Linked DNA regions of Mus musculus: region 2 is linked to region 1. Evidence: chromatin contacts called from public HiChIP or PLAC-seq data. All regions are on one chromosome and are shown on one strand. Each heading gives the region's core, a stretch centred on a gene start, on an enhancer-like site or on the middle of the called end of the contact. The rest is flanking DNA. Distances are from core to core; before and after follow the strand shown. Region 1 has its middle 79 kb from the start of Strit1. Region 2 overlaps Plch1 (phospholipase C, eta 1).

The links. HiChIP or PLAC-seq counts read pairs in DNA pulled down with a chosen protein or histone mark.
Region 2: a FOXA1 HiChIP or PLAC-seq map of pancreatic cancer cells shows a contact between it and region 1. The contact joins two enhancer-like sites. A contact is called at or near these places in 2 of 484 Hi-C or Micro-C datasets (liver and nephron progenitors) and 2 of 115 datasets of contacts at active chromatin or transcription factors (embryonic stem cells and pancreatic cancer cells).

What each region holds. Positions count from the first base shown.
Region 1 is chr3:63,561,800-63,564,499 of GRCm38.p6, forward strand. No RefSeq gene overlaps it. Among named protein-coding and RNA genes, the nearest start is that of Strit1, 79 kb to the left of the region's middle. Within about 2 kb of position 1,437, at least 25 of the 459 cell types and tissues checked have an H3K27ac peak or open chromatin away from gene starts, as enhancers often do. A contact at or near this core is called in pancreatic cancer cells, where this site is marked.
Region 2 is chr3:63,804,295-63,806,994 of GRCm38.p6, forward strand. The region is part of intron 3 of Plch1 (phospholipase C, eta 1); the gene reads right to left. Among named protein-coding and RNA genes, the nearest start is that of Plch1, 94 kb to the right of the region's middle. Within about 2 kb of position 1,412, at least 9 of the 459 cell types and tissues checked have an H3K27ac peak or open chromatin away from gene starts, as enhancers often do. A contact at or near this core is called in pancreatic cancer cells, where this site is marked.

The sequences.
Region 1 (2,700 bases), core at 187-2,686:
GATTGGAACCCTTTAGGGAACAGGAGCAGAATATTATCATTTCAATCTGAAATGTCAGCATAGGCTGTTTTGAGTGCTAGTCCCTGGTGTTGGTGCTATTTTGAAAGCTATTGCACCTGACAGGAAGACGGGTCATTTAGAAGGTGGAATTTGAAGGTTATACAGACCCCAGATTCCAGCCTCCTGTTCCTCTCCTGGTCAGCTTCCTCATGAACAGAGTGCTGCTACAGATCAAACCATGTGGCTTCACTTTGCCCATTGTGGCAGATTCAATATGTCTTGTTTCCTGGGACCTCTCCTGCTGGTGTACAGGAGCTCTGCTCTCTCACTCCTAAGTTCCTACCTACGAATTTATAATCAAATGCTTTCTAAAACTCACTTTATGGTCTGTAAATTCCATTCTTTCAGTTAAGAAATAAGGACTCAAAGCCAAGCTCTGGCATCTTTGGTGTCTGGGTGTCTGTGGAATTTCCTAGTACTTTCAGAAGAGAAGGGCTCTGCCACCCTCAAAGGTACCCAGTATTCATGTAACACGAAGACTGGTGATTATCAGAAAAGAAAGAACTGTAAGGTCAGCTCCATTCTGCTCTGCCTGGCCTCAGTTCCATTTCTACATCCTCCATTCCCTCAAAGTCCTCACTCTTCAAGAACTTCCACTAGAGGCAAGGTTATATTTAGACATCTAGGGTAGAAGATAGCCATTTTGTTGTGAATGTAAACCTCTCTCTGTCTCTGTGTCTCTCTCTGTATCTCTCTCATTGTCTCTGTTTCTCTCTGTCTCTCTCTCTCTGTCTCTCTCTCTGTCTCTCTCTCTCTCTCTCTCCTGTGTGTGTGTGTGTGTGTGTGTGTGTGTGTGTGTGTGTGTGTGTGTGTCCAGTTCCTAGCAGAGCTTCTAAACTCCCTTGGGTACTGGTGTGGAAGAATAACTTGTTATTCCCAGTAAATCCCTGTCAAATATACCAGGGCTTATGCTAATGAAGTGACCCTTTTGGTATCAGAGTGGTTGCCAAGGAAACATTCACATGATTAGAGAACTGGAAATTTCAGCTCCACTCCCAAGACTTCTAGAGAGGTGGAGTGGAGTTGGTCTCTTTCACTCATGTGCTAGAGCAACAGAGAACCATGACTCCAGGTGGACAGGCCAAATGGTCTGTGACAGGTCCATTTCATACCTCACGTGCATTGTTACTTGCCAGGTCCTCTCTGGTTTTTTTGTAATATTTTTAATAAGATGGAGAAACCAACTGTTTTACTGAGTTTTTTGAGTCATCCTAGGAAATCATGAAACCCATTTAGAGAAACACCAAATTTCCAACTTGTAGAGGTTCAGTTGGAGCCTCTGGTCTCTAATAGGTAGCCCCCAATCTTCCTCTGTCTCCAACCCCGCCCACTCAGAATGTCTCTGAACAAAGAAAAGGCTCCAAAAGTCCAGTTCCACATTCCTGACTGCTGTCACAACCTCCTCCCCTGAAGTTGTGAGTCATCCTGAAAGGACAACATAAACTCCATTTGTCTCCATTTAAGGACCAGGCCTGAGCTCAGAAAAAGGCCATAGGCACCAGTTTCAGGAACAGATCATAAATTCCAGAAACAAGGTCATAAAACCCTCTCCCAAAGAACAGCCTGGGGATAACCACAACAATGGGGAAACAGCTTATCTCAGAATGATCGATCTGCACTGGGCAGCCCTATCTCCTCCTGTGGTGAAATGTTCAAGATATAGGAGTGCAGACCACTGACCACCTGTGACCCCCTAGCACCCACCAAAGAAATTTTAGATTACCTAATCCTTCTAGATATTTCCCCCTATAAGAAGGCCTGTGCACCTTTGTCTAGGGCTGCCATTTTGGGGAATGGTTGACCCACACATGCTTGGTGTTTGTGCAGAATAAATGTTCTTTTTCTTTGCATACTTTCTGAATCTTTAGCGATTTTCAGATCCTTACAACTGAAACCCCCACCTTGGTGACCATACTTGAGCACAATCCCAGCTTGTGGCAAATGTGTCATTTTCTGTCACGTACAATCCATAAAAAACTTCCCCACAATAGCATACACTCAACTGCTTTGGTCTCATCTGCAAGGACTGGTAAACTTGCCCAGGAGCCATTCCCAAATAAAAACACTTTTATAGCTCAGAGACTAGTCTACCCAGGTGAGAGTGTGGACTACAGAAGCTACATAGCTTCTGGGACAGACCCCGTTTCGGGCTCCAGACATCCGAGCACCTTCCCCACCAGAGGAGAGGTGTTTGCCCCACCCGGGAGGGTTCTGCTGGAGCACCTGGGGGAGCCATCATGGGTCCTGGATCCCTCAGAGACTAGTCTTCACAGGTGAGAGTGCAGACTACAGAAGCTACACAACTTCTGGGACAGGCAGAAGAGACACAACTTCTGGGACAGACCCCGTTTCAGGCTCCAGACATCCGGGCACCTTCCCCACAAGAGGAGAGATGTCCACCTGGGAGGGCTCTTTATTTTCCCTTAACATCAATGGACTCAATTCCCCAATGAAAAGACATAGACTAATAGACTGGCTACACAAACAGGACCCAACATTTTGCTGCTTACAGGAAACCCACCTCAGGGAAAAGACAGACACTACCTCAGAGTGAAAGGCTGGAAAACAATTTTCCAAGTAAATGGTCTGAAGAAACAAGCTGGAGTAGCCATTCTAATATCAAATAAAATTGACTTCCAA
Region 2 (2,700 bases), core at 162-2,661, 240 kb after region 1:
TACATTCATTTTTAAATTCCACAAAATTTCAATAGCAGCTTTATAAAAAAAGATACTGCTACTCGTTTGCAGTTCTGTCAGGTGCAAAGTCTTTGAAGTGGAAAGAACACCCAAAGATCAGGACTTGAAAGCCCAGTTGCTCAGTCACACTGTCCTCTGGTCCACTTAGTCCAGTGGAAGCCAGCTCTTCACCTAACACGAACAGCAGCTATGGAGAAGATTGGATGAGATGATGTAACTTAGGCAAGGGTATTCATCAGCTCTCCATACACACTAGATCTTCAACAAACACGAGTTTCTTTCCTTTGTCTCTGAGGACCAGAGCTCAGAAAAGGCAGTAGTTTGTTAGGTACAGTACTACAACTGCAGAAGGCGTTTAAGACCATGGACGACTACACGGCAAGCCCACCCCCTCCTTCCATTCAACTTTGTTGATCTAATTGCTGCGTGAAAGCACCAAGAAGTCTAAGATGTATACATCCCATATCTTAAGTACGCCTTTTCTGGCATGTTATGGCTCTTTTCATCTAATAGTTTAAGTCTCAAATGAACAAATGTCATAGTTTCCTTTTTCTCCACCCTTCGTAAGTCTGAAGAACACACAATTCAAGACCACCCTCTCTCTCCAATATGGCAACACTTTTTCCATGTGCTTTCTTAAAGTATCAAGTAGATCTTCTACATGTTCTCATGAAGAAACTATCAATCCTAAGCTACTCAACAAAGCCCAGCACATGAGTCCAGCCCCAAAGCTCTGCATTTGCTGCTCACTTCCCCTGGATAGAAGTGTGGAGCTCTTCCTCCTTTGACAGAGTTAACATTAAATAATTGAAAGGGCAGAATGTCCACCCAAGTTGAAGGAACTCCTGGTTACCAACTATTAATCTTCATTTTCTTCTCTAGCTCAGGCATATAAGAACAGAGATGCTTTCTTGTCTCAATTTCCTGTACCCGACACATAGTTACGACCTCAGTCATTTTTGGGCTACTGGATTAATGTATTTGTGATTCCCAATAAGCAACTCTAAAAAGGACCCCCATTTTTTTGCAGTTGCTCTCAGTTAGATATGAAGAATACTCCATGAATAAAAGCTAAGGACTAATCTATCCTCTTTAACATTTAAATCTAAGATTTGACAAAGAATATAAATGATGAAAATAGATAAGCGTTCGCTTAAATGTCAATCAATGTGTCCATTCTGCTGTTAATAGAACCCTTGGTTTGGAGATGTTTATTAGACCAGTAAGAATATAGTGGAGCCATCAAACTGGTTAGAAAACAGTGAAAAGGATCTTCCGGAACTCTGGGAATTGAAACTTTTCAAGGGAGGTCGATTTCAGAGAAGCAGTCTTTGGAGTGTCTCTGAGTCACAGCACACAGCACAAAGGAGGGGCATTATCAGAGACCTTCCAGTGCCAATGACTCATCTCCTCCTTGGGCACCCACCATCTCTGTAGCTTTTACTCAAGACTACTGTGAATCACAGAGATGAGCCTAAAATGTTACATGTGAATATTATGAGAGAAGTCAAAAAGACCAAAAGGCTTTGTATTAAAATTTTAACCACTATTGGGGTGGGGAGTAACTGTAGAATTAGAAATTGCTGGAACAAAGTCTAAGAATGAAGCCTCCTGAGGAGAAGTCTGAGCACGTGTGAGAAAACTCCACGAAAACAAAATCTGAGTCTTGTGACCTCAGTTTCTACAGAATATGGAATTGTTCTGGGAATGCGCTTCTGTGCCCCTTCCAGGTGTGTCAGATAGGAGTGAGATCACTCCAGCTGTTGTAATTCATGGGCCTCTATGGAAAAACATGTTTTTGACATGTGCTGCTTGTGCCTGTGATTATATTCAGCTTGAAGTCATGAGAACGTTATTCGGGTGACCTTTCTTAACCCTCAGGGTGTAAACTGATGCTCTGAATAAAGTTTGCTAATACATGACACTTTAGTTCACTTCAGTTTTAGGCCCTACTCTTACAGGTGCATGTCACCAACTGGCATGGTGACAGAAATCATTCATATCCTTTATGTGCTTCTTACTCCACCATGTGTGTGTGTGTGTGTGTGTGATTAATTTGAAAATTTATTTTTATAAACTTCCTAGTATGATATTGCCCATATGGAGTGAAAACTAAATAAGAGATTTAAATCTGGTATGATGGGGAATATATATAAAGTTAGCACTTGAGAAGTAGGAGGCAGGGGAACCCAGGAAATCAACTACATAAGTTCTAGGCCAACATGGTCCATGTGAGACTGTTCTCAAAAACCAAAGAGCCATGTGAGGTTAGGGGTAGGTGTAGAGGACGATTGATTTCATAGGCAAACAACAAAATATTTACACTACTTCAAATTTTTCATCTTAGAGAAAATTTTTCTTACTTATAAAAATCATTTACATAACCCTGAAATTCTGACCCAAATTTTTATTCAAATCAAATTGGTCCACCTTTGGGTCACCTTTACCTGACTTAGAGTCAGAACATTACGTAATAGAGAAAGCAATTCTGAGAATTTTGATAAATTCTTAAAAACACAGCCACTTGGCAAACCACCAATTACCAGTTGTAAAACTGATCTTCAGGTGACTTGCCAGCAGCTCCAGGCAGGCAATGCTAGGGTCACTGTCACACTATGACATTTAAAATGCTGTTGAAACATGCTGCACCCCAAGGAGGAAGCAGACGGTGCAGTAACA